2 separate regions of the Rattus norvegicus genome follow, and region 1 is linked to region 2. The links are chromatin contacts, called in public Hi-C maps. All regions are on one chromosome and are shown on one strand. The core of a region is the stretch at or near the end of the contact, and the rest is flanking DNA. Distances in the headings are between cores, read along the strand shown.

Evidence for each region. Hi-C and Micro-C count contacts between places; a contact is called where the count stands out from the background.
Region 1: a contact with region 2 is called in a Hi-C map of hepatocytes, with 1.7 times the contacts expected there. The contact joins the enhancer-like site here to the promoter of Rpl21l1 in region 2. A contact is called at or near these places in 11 of 12 Hi-C or Micro-C datasets (the A7r5 cell line, the Rat2 cell line, frontal cortex and 6 more).

Annotation. Positions count from the first base shown.
Region 1 is chr2:222,457,371-222,462,912 of GRCr8, reverse strand. It overlaps Hadh (hydroxyacyl-CoA dehydrogenase), which reads left to right. Exons shown (of 8, transcript NM_057186.2): 8 at 60-864. The coding sequence ends at 178. Among named protein-coding and RNA genes, the nearest start is that of Hadh, 44 kb to the left of the region's middle. Within about 2 kb of position 3,667, at least 4 of the 93 cell types and tissues checked have an H3K27ac peak or open chromatin away from gene starts, as enhancers often do. A contact at or near this core is called in hepatocytes and liver, where this site is marked.
Region 2 is chr2:222,056,225-222,061,784 of GRCr8, reverse strand. It overlaps Rpl21l1 (ribosomal protein L21 like 1), which reads left to right and starts at 1,862. Exons shown (of 1, transcript XM_039103356.2): 1 at 1,862-2,434. The coding sequence starts at 1,877. The coding sequence ends at 2,359.

The sequences.
Region 1 (5,542 bases), core at 2,418-4,917, 400 kb before region 2:
CCCAGGTTCGTCCTGAAAACGTCAAAACCGAAGTGAACCTATGTCCTTCCTCTTGACAGGGTGGCACGAAATGGATCCGGAGAACCCCTTATTTCAGCCCAGTCCTTCCATGAATAATTTGGTGGCCCAGAAGAAGCTGGGCAAAAAGACCGGAGAAGGATTTTACAAATACAAGTGATCCCCCCTCGGCAGCATCTCCAGCCAGCCACTGGACAAGGACAAGCACGCTCTGCACTGTTGTTTCCAGGCTTGCCGTGGGCTGCTCAGTGGACCCTCCCTTGCAGTCTCTCTGACGTAATCTCTTGGCTAGTTACGGTAATGGGGTTCTTCCACTGATATCTAATTCTCTAGTTTAGTCTGTTCTCTGTGAATTTTTCTGAAAAGCAGTATACCCTGGGTGCCTTGGAGCAAACATCTTTTTCTCTGGACCTTGCCACTTTTTGTAAGAAGCAATCATTAGCCGCATTCACTCAGGTCTCCTGAAAATGAGTATGCCGTGTTTATCAGCGTTGAACCCCAGGGGCAGGCACCATGGTGCCTACAGATGCACCTGAGAGGCCTTGCGTGCCTGGGAACATTTGTAGCCCGCAACCTTGAGCCTTAGCCTACATTCTGGGCGTGACAGAAAATGTCCCGTCTTTTTTACTCCTCATCAGGACAGGACTCCTGGAGTTTTGGGCAAGTACCTGTGAGCTTGGTTCTTGGCCCATCTTCGTGGCCGTTCGGATCTTAACCGTCACTGTCTGTCTCTCTCATTTCTTCAGGAGAAATCAGTGCTACAAAGTGCCTCTGAGCTGACTCTACTAAAATGCAGTCTTTTAATCTGTAAACATTGGGATGGGAATAAATAAACGTATACGACTTAAAATCACAGAATGCTGAAGTAATTATGACCACGGGCCCGTCTTCTCAGACCTCTGGCTGGTACTGAAGCCAGGACACAGGAGGGAGGGGGGGGGCATGTGTGTGAGGCCGGTCTGTGTCCAGCCCTTCCACGTTTCTTACCAGTAAAATAGTAATAGGAGCACAAAGAGCGGTTTTTTAAGAACATCTGTTTCTTCTTTGCCACAAAGCCAAATAACGTAACCCAAGATTCTTTTAATCATTGGGTTGACAGTGTCTTCCATGATAGAATGTGGAGTTGGAAAGACATCTGAAGCCCTGAGGTCCAGTGGCTTCGTTAGCAGAGAGCTTAAGGGGTGTGTCCAAGGTCAGCAGGTATTTAGTGGAAGGTTCCGGATTAGATCTGGATTTTTTTTTTTTTTTGATGATAAAGACTAGAGAATGGATCTGAAGAGGTCAAATCTCAGCTTTCAGATAGTTCGTCCCCACAACCGGTACTCGTTACCGTAGGTCGTAGCTTTATCAGGATATTTTTTGGGTTTCTTTTTGCTATGCTGTGAGCATTGGTGTGAGAACTTATTGATCTCTAATGCTTTGAGGGTGTGACAGAGCGAGAAAGCGCATACCTGTGTGCATTTCTGCCTCGGCAGCACACCAGAGCCTGGCTGATGATAGACTTACTTAGGGCCTGATCCTGCCCCACTGTTTCTAGGTCACCTGTGGCCTCACAGCTCTGCTTTTTCTCAGGCTACCTCTTAACCTTTGCTGTGACCCCAGGCCCACAGGCTTCAGTTTGTCACCCTCTAACCAGAGTCTACAGAGGATGTGGGCACTCATCCTGAAAATGACCAAGCTCTCTCTTAACCACTAAGTTTCAGGAAAGAGAGAGCGTTCAGTAGTGCAACCGTCAGCTCCCAGGGTGGGGAGAGACAGAGCACTGTTTCTGGAAGGACTTTTAAATGCACTCTGATCTGGCCAGATGCTCAACCAAACTCCTTTGCCATTGTATGATATCTTCCTCCTGCATTCTGTTCTGGGGGACTGGCCAGGCGGGATCTGGAACCTTCTCTTTTCGAATGAGCACTTGGGGAGTAGTCTCTTGGGCCCTTCCATGGCTCTGCGTGAAAATCAAACCTTAGTAGGACTCCCATCCCTGAGCTTTCTTCCTCACTTTTTAGAAGCTGGTTCTCAGCTTCTAAAGATGCCTCCTAATGGTAGTATGAATCTTTTATAGCATTTGAAAGTCAATACCAGGTTTTAGGTAAAAACAAAACAAAACAAAAAACAACCAACCAACCAACCAACCAAACGAACAACCAAATCATGCTCCTTCCACAACCCCTCCGTGACATTAATTCCTCTGACAGAAGTGAAAATTTCAAAGGAAATCCTTTGGTTATTTTGCAAACATGTTACAGAACAAAACCCATGGTCTTTTAAATGTCCATAAGATTTATTGTTATTGTTAATAGCAGCAGATGAAGGGGAAACATTGTTTAACTTGCTGACACCCGGTCTGAGGTCTGTTTCCAGGGAACTGTTGACCGATGTAGGAGAAGGTCACAGGGAAGCAGGTGTTGACCCTGAGAAAGGCTGGGCTTAGCCAAGTGTGGGGAGGCACAGGCCTGGGATCCCTGGACTTGGGAGGTGGACACAGGATGATTGTGGGTTCAAGACTGACGTGGGCCATCCTATATCCTACAAAGTCACTCAAAAACCTTTTATGAAGGGATTCGTCACTGAATTCTGTCAGGTGTTTAGCTTGGCTAAGGTCAGCTTCCAGGAACTCGTTTGAGATTAGACTGTTTGCCCCTAAGAAAGTTAAACCGGTGTGTGAGCGATGGCTTACACAACCGCACACGCTACTGGTGCTCGCTCTTGGTGAGTTAAGCTGCTCCTACGCACGACATGGGCTTTCGTCTTGTCCCACCTTAATTTTAATCCCCTTAGCATTTCAACCTAAGTAACCAAACCTACTAAGAATACAAGGTGTGGCTGTAATTCCACGGGGGAAACGTTCTTGCTGACAAGCATTGGGGGAACATGAATAGTAATTAAAAATACTTGCACGATGGCATCATTGCTGTGGTCCCTCTTACCTCCCCACCTGGAGACAGAGCCTCATGTGTCCCGAGCTGGTCTCAACTCGATATGGGGCCCGAGATAACCTTGAAACTTGATCCTACTGCCTCCCTACCCCTTTGAGTACTGGGAACCGAACCCAGGACAAACTGTGTGCCTCTCAAGCCATAGCCTCAACCTCGTCACCATACTCTGAAAAACCCCATTTGATTGTGTCCTTTTTTTTTTTTTTTTTAAATAATGTGGTCATCATGATCACAGGTTTTTTCTTTTTTCATCCGTTTTGTCACCTTTTCTTTGTTACCCTGTTGAGATGACAAAGCAAGGTTTCACCCCTGAAGGTGGACCACTTGTCTGTGGCACCGATGCTGGGGTTTCTTTCCACCCACCAGTTGTAGCTGCTGGAGGATTGCCAGTTCTCTTCATGCCCTGGGTTTTGAAAGGACCCAGAGGAGTTGTGGTCTTCAGGACCCCAGCTTTGCCTGAGTAAACCACCCCCCTTGCTTTGCCTGAGTAACCAGGAGGGGTTCTTGTCTCGTTATCTGGTAAGGTGGACACAGTGTTGGAACCTTTCCGTGGGGATGCTAATGATCAGAACTCCAAGGATGATGCATGTCTTACAGAGCACAGAGAGGCCCACTGGAGAGGAAGCCATGGCGTTACCACAGTCCTGAGTACTTTAAACCTAGGGAATGAGCTACTGGACCTCCTGGCTCCTGCATTTCCACAGCTACCGGGGAAGGGCCAGAGAAAGGAGGAGTGGCTGTCATTTAGGCTTACATAGCCCTTGTGATTTAAGACCGCAGGGCAAAGGTTGCATGTGTGCAAATGGGATACTACACGAACTTTGCCCTACTGTGTTGTGGTTTTATTTATTTAAGCTTTCCCACATCTTTTCTGTGTGTGAGTGGTTTTGCCTACACGCGTCTCCGCTTTGCTTGCGGGCTGTGCCTTCAGAGGCAGGAAGAGGGCGTCGTTACCCTGTATCTGGATTTATAGGTACTTGGGACCCACAGGGCAAGAAGAACCAGTGCTCTTAACCACTGAGCAGTCTCTCCTTGTCCCGGGACACACGCTGGATTTTCAGATAACTCTGGATGAGCTGTTAAGGATTTCATGGGGGCAGAACTGTAGGTGTGAGTCCCCAGGAGGCTACATAAACACAGGAGGGAAAGCAGGATTGCCCACACTAACTAAGGCTGATGTTGACTTATAGTTCAGGGGAATTTGACACCGTAACTGCTTGAAATAGAAGTCTATATGTAGAAAGGAAAACCCCTAGGTCAGAGTGCTGCTTCAGGCCTTTGGGGTCCTCGGAGACTGTGGGGTCCGGATGCAGTCTCCAGGTCTTGGTAAGATGCCTCGACCTCATTTTTGTAGGTGCCTTTGCTGGAACGTTCTGCCAGTCATGTCCTGTTCTTGGGTGAACAGGCATTATGGGGAAACCTCCAGGAACTGCCTTTGCTGGCCTCACAGAAACAGTCGTCGACTCAGAATTACCAGGTAGAGATGCTGAGACAAAATAAAACCGAGAGAAAACCTAGAACACTGAATTTTCTACGTGGGGAGTTGTGGGTGAATGAACTCTCCTGCCTCCTCTGGGATCAATCAGTTCTGAGAGCCCTCAGCCCCCCTCTTAAAGCTGTAGAGAGGTAGGCTGAGAGGCTCTTCCCTCTACCCAGAGACTTACAATAGGACCAAAGAAGACAGGAGAGAAGCTGTTGCCCAGGGTCCCAGTCTCTGCTGCAGGCAGAGACTTTAGGGTTTACGAACCCTACTTCCTTGGAAGGCGGGCTGCTCTTCCTCATGTGGCCTCATGGCGGATCTTTGAAGTTATGTCTGCGAGAATCACAGGCCTAAGGGAAGGTTGTCAATACTTAACAACTTTTGGGTTACTTGTTTTTGAGATGAGGTCTTTCTGTGTAGCCCTGGCTGTTCTCAATCCCACTATGTAGATGAGGCTAGCCCACTTTGGGCAGGCCGCTTGCCTTTGCCCCCTGGGCTGCTGAGATGGTTGTGTGCCAGCACGCGGCTGTATGCACTTTCTTAAGTCTTGGGTGGGCACAATTATGTTGGGGATGGTTTTGCAGGAAGAGCGATGCCTGGCGCCCTTGTATTAGAATCAGAAGGATTCCAAATGCAAAGGTCTGAGGGGGGCAACGGCTCACGGATGTGATCTGTAATTAGCAGCTTCCTCCTCTTCTGAGACTCTATGTATCCCACCGTTTCTGGTTAACTCTTGACATTCCACATCTCTACTGGCTGAAGACCTCATCATCCAGTCTGAGATGCTAGTCTATCAAGGGGATGGGGGGAGGAAGGCAGGAAGGGGGGGCGGGAGGAAGGAGAGATAGAGATAGAGAGGGGGCTGGGAGGGAAAGAGGGAGAGGGCTCTGTGGTTTAAGCGAATGTATTACAGAGGATCCATCTTGGTCCTAGCTCTCATGTCAGGCCACTCACAACTGCCTGTGACACCAGCTCCAGAGGACGCCATCTACTGGTCGGGGTTGGGCATTGCATGCATGGGTACAAATCCCCACACATCCAGACTTAATTTAAAAAAAAAAAAAAATCCTTTAAAGTAGTTGCAGCTGCCAGGTGCCTCGTGGAGCATGAA
Region 2 (5,560 bases), core at 613-3,112:
GCAAATGGTGCTGGTTCAACTGGAGGGCAACATGTAGAAGAATACAGATCGATCCATGCTTATCACCCTGTACAAAGCTTAAGTCCAAGTGGATCAAGGACCTCCACATCAAACCAGACACACTCAAACTAATAGAAGAAAAACTAGGGAAGCATCTGGAACACATGGGCACTGGAAAAAATTTCCTGAACAAAACACCAATGGCTTATGCTCTAAGATCAAGAATCGACAAATGGGATCTCATAAAACTGCAAAGCTTCTGTAAGGCAAAGGACACTGTGGTTAGGACAAAACGGCAACCAACAGATTGGGAAAAGATCTTTACCAATCCTACAACAGATAGAGGCCTTATATCCAAAATATACAAAGAACTCAAGAAGATAGACCGCAGGGAAACAAATAACCCTATTAAAAAATGGGGTTCAGAGCTAAACAAAGAATTCACAGCTGAGGAATGCCGAATGGCTGAGAAACACCTAAAGAAATGTTCAACATCTTTAGTCATAAGGGAAATGCAAATCAAAACAACCCTGAGATTTCACCTCACACCAGTGAGAATGGCTAAGATCAAAAACTCAGGTGACAGCAGATGCTGGCGAGGATGTGGAGAAAGAGGAACACTCCTCCATTGTTGGTGTGGATTGCAGACTGGTAAAACCATTCTGGAAATCAGTCTGGAGGTTCCTCAGAAAATTGGACATTGAACTGCCTGAGGATCCAGCTATACCTCTCTTGGGCATATACCCAAAAGATGCCTCAACATATAAAAGAGACACGTGCTCCACTATGTTCATCGCAGCCTTATTTATAATAGCCAGAAGCTGGAAAGAACCCAGATGCCCTTCAACAGAGGAATGGATACAGAAAATGTGGTACATCTACACAATGGAATATTACTCAGCTATCAAAAACAACGAGTTTATGAAATTCGTAGGCAAATGGTTGGAACTGGAAAATATCATCCTGAGTGAGCTAACCCAATCACAGAAAGACATACATGGTATGCACTCATTGATAAGTGGCTATTAGCCCAAATGCTTGAATTACCCTAGATCCCTAGAACAAACGAAACTCAAGACGGATGATCAAAATGTGAATGCTTCACTCCTTCTTTAAATGAGGAAAAAGAATACCCTTGGCAGGGAAGGGAGAGGCAAAGATTAAAACAGAGACTGAAGGAACACCCATTCAGAGCCTGCCCCACATTTGGCCCATACATATACAGCCACCCTATTAGACAAGATGGATGAAGCAAAGAAGTGCAGACCGACAGGAGCCGGATGTAGATCGCTCCTGAGAGACACAGCCAGAATACAGCAAATACAAAGGCGAATGCCAGCAGCAAACCACTGAACTGAGAATAGGTCCCCTATTGAAGGAATCAGAGAAAGAACTGGAAGAGCTTGAAGGGGCTCGAGACCCCAAAAGTACAACAATGCCAAGCAACCAGAGCTTCCAGGGACTAAGCCACTACCTAAAGACTATACATGGACTGACCCTGGACTCTGACCCCATAGGTAGCAATGAATATCTTAGTAAGAGCACCAGTGGAAGGGGAAGCCCTGGGTCCTGCTAAGACTGAACCCCCAGTGAACTAGTCTATGGGGGGAGGGCGGCAATGGGGGGAGGGTTGGGAGGGGAACACCCATAAGGAAGGGGAGGGGGGAGGGGGATGTTTGCCCGGAAACCGGGAAAGGGAATAACACTCGAAATGTATATAAGAAATACTCAAGTTAATAAAAAAAAAAAAAGAAAGAAAAAAAATTACGTGTGAATTGCCTGCAGCATGTGCTGTGTGACGTGAGAAAGAAATGGACCTTTAAGATACCACCTGTGGCTTTCTGCCGGGGCAGCCATCTTCCAGTAACTCACCAAAATGACGAACACTAAAGGAAAGAGGAGAGGTACTCGGTATATGTTCTCTAGGCCTTTTAGGAATCATGGAGTCATTCCTTTGGCCACATACATCCGAATCTACAAGAAGGGTGATATTGTAGACATCAAGGGAATGGGCACTGCTCAAAAAGGAATGCCCCATAAGTGTTACCACGGCAAAACTGGAAGAGCCTACAATGTCACCCAGCATGCCGTGGGCATCATTGTAAACAAGCAAGTTAAAGGCAAGATTCCGGCCAAGAGGATCAATGTGCGGATTGAGCACACCAAGCACTCAAAGAGCAGAGACGGCTTCCTGAAGCGGGTGAAGGAGAACGATCAGAAGAAAAAGGAAGCCAAAGAGAAGGGCACCTGGGTTCAGCTGAAGCGCCAGCCTGTGCCTCCCAGAGAAGCCCACTTTGTGAGGACTAATGGAAAGGAGCCTGAGCTGCTGGAGCGCAGTCCATACGAATTCATGGCCTAATGTATACAAAGGAAATAAAGAACCTGGACTGCAAAAAAAAAAAAAAAAAAAAAAAAAAAAAAAAAAAAAAAAAAAGATACCACCTGTGCCCACTCTAGACTAAGACAGGAAGGTCCGTTTTAGCTAGGGAGACTCAAGGGAATTGACTCTTGGCATCAGAAAACAACCTCCACTCTGTGTGTGTGTGTGTGTGTGTGTGTGTGTGTGTGTGTGTGTGTGTGTGTGAACATGTGTGCATGGCACCCATGTTTGTGGAGGCCAGACTACAACCTCAAGGGTCCCTTGCAGAAATGACATACATCTTCTTTGAGACAGGTGAGCTCCGTGACCTGGAGCTCACCAATTAGGCTAAACTGGCTGGGAGTGAGCCCCATGGATCCTCCTGTCTCTGCTTTCCCAGCTTTGGGATTACAAAGGCATGCCACCAAGCCTGGCATTTTTATTCCAGTGCTAGGTATTGAACTCGGGTTCTCCTTCTTCTAGGACAGCTCTTTTACAGATTGGACTTATCTCCTTCTTCCCTGTACTGGGTTCTCGTTAACTAGAAAGACAGGACTGGGGCTGGCTGAAATTACATGCTGGACCAGGAAAAAAGAAAGAAACTCTATTTTACAGCTGTCCATCAGTAGTCTTAGCCTCGCAGAGAGAAGACAGATCCCAACACCCAAGACAGTGGAACAGAGGACTAGGTGGCCAGAAACAAGTCACCAACCAAGCATAATGACACATGACAGCAGAGACAGAGAAACTGCAGAAAACGGCTACACCGGATGATGAAACTGGGAACACCAGACACAATCCTATGGAAGATCCCAGAACACCGCAGGGAGCTAGGTTTCAACACACCCTCAGTGTTAAGTGGGGTGACATTGCCTCCAGTGACCACACAATGAATGCAGAAGGGGTAACTTGGATTAACACAACTAGTACTTTGATTGTTATTTAAGAAAGTAAACCTCAGAACCCACAGCTGGTTGCTCAAACTAAGTAAAATAAAACAAAGTAAAAGAAAAGGATCCCTTGCTACTCCGTAAATAATCACTGCCCGTGTCAAGCTAAACAGGAAATGAAAAAGCCTGGTTCGTCCCTGGAAGGAGGCCAAGGATGAGCACTGTCAGAGCCGTGGTTACAACATGGATCCTTGACTCATGGCCAGGTGCCCCAGTTGGTTACCGTGCCCTGGGGATGGAAAACAAACTTCAGTTCCCAACTGGGCTCTCACTGCTTGTACTTAACAAGTCGAACAGAATCCATGTAGGAAGCAAGCTATTGTCTCTGAGCAACACATTCCAAGCACCCTATCTGATGTCTGCTTTCGTCTTATGTCGTGTTTCGAAGCAAAACATTGTGTTAGGGGGAATCTGTTCCCGCTGAACGGTGAGCCAATGTTTCCTCCCACGAGTACATCGCTCCACCTTGATACAGCGGTGAGTAGACGTGTGGGGAACACCATATAGATTTGATAAGCCCGTCTTCCTTTCTAGCTCCCCCTCCAAATAATAAAAGCAGTTGTTGGGTATTGTGTATGTGCCAGATCCTGCCCTAAGCCTTTGACATGAGTTACCTTGTTTTATCTTCTACTCACCCTAGAGGCTAAGTACTGTGGTCCTTACCTTCAAATGGAGAATTGCATCTCAGAGTTCAAGTGACTTTCACAGCACTGTGTCAATAAGAGACCTTTGAGAGACTTTTTTTTTTTTTGGTGGTCCTAACCCATAATAGAACCCTCTCATCGCTGCCACTCCAGATGACTGGGAGGCTGTGCTGATAACCAGCTACTTGTCATTCCAGTTGTATCCTCCCACAGTCTCAGTGGTTCTATCTGAACCCCAGGTTCAGGTATCCATTTCCTGAGGGCTCGAGTCCCGCACACATGAGGGCGAGCTTGCTGTATTACTTGGTCAGTGACTCCTTGACGGTTGTTCTGCTTGGATCTGGACATTATACTCGGCTGATGGCTTTGAGAACCATGAGTGCCTTTGTTTACTCAGCTCTTGGCAAAGCGTCCTAACTGCCCACCCAGAGAATTCTTGGCTCCTGGAGATGCTTTAAAATGTCCAGAAAGTGCAAGCTTCACCGTGTGTTGTGTTAAACACCTCACTGGAGGGTTGTTTCAATTAGCAAGGTTTGCACTGGGGTTTATTTCTTTCTTCACAGGCCTCTGAGTAAGGGCACTAGCCATCAGCTTACTTGCTATCTGCTCATTTTAAATTTTACTGTCCAATTATGTTTAACATAACATTTATAATCTCCAAGAAGACTACATGCCATGAAATTTTTGTATCCAACTCAAACTAATGAGGTGGGTTGTTGGGAAGTCATGAAAACAGAGTCACAGTTCAATTTTTTAAAAGTAACGAGCAATAGACTCTTCTAAAAGTGTCTAGCTGCACCTGTGTGAATACAAAAAGTAGTGGAATTGTTTTAAATATTGACTTGCCTGTGCTGTCCCTACGTAGTTTCTCTAAAGGGCTGTGCCCCTGTTTCTACTCACCATCCTGTTAATCATTTCAAGCAGAAACAGACCCCCAGATGTGTGACCGACAAGCCATTAGCTTCTGGATATTATCTTTAAACATCTGTGTGTTTTGAAGTTGAATTTTCGCTGGGTGTTTACTTTGGTATCAAAACCTTCCATCCTCGACCTCATTTAAAAAAAAAAAAACTCAATTCTATTCCCCAAAGTCAGTGGGGGCTTCCTTCCTTGGGCCGCAGTGAACACTGTTTGAAATGGATGTGTATTTAAAGAGAGCACGGTGTTTGGCATCTGGTAATGTTGCTAATTAGGAAGTCTAAGACTCCCTCCCATTAGGGAGCTACGAACGTCCAGGAATGTATTAGTCCTGGGATGACCAAGAGCTTCAAGTTAGAATGGAGAGGGGGTAGGGACACTGTACAGGGCTTTTAGGTTCAAGACAGGTGTAGGCTTTGCTTTAAACATTAAAATTGTACATAAGTGCTGGCTCGGGTGGCACTTAGCAATGCCATCTAGGAGCAGGGAGGGTTGCAGGTGAAGGCCTACTTGAACTCAAAAAAACCAACCAAATAAAGCAAACAAACAAACAAGGGGGCGGGGCAAGGAGGCAGTCAGTAGTCAGATCACACAGGAAATAAAGGTTGCTTATAATAGTTTGGTTGGTTTTTTTTTTCATGGAATAGTCTAGAAAAGTACAGGCTGTCTTCTATAAATCTACCATGTAT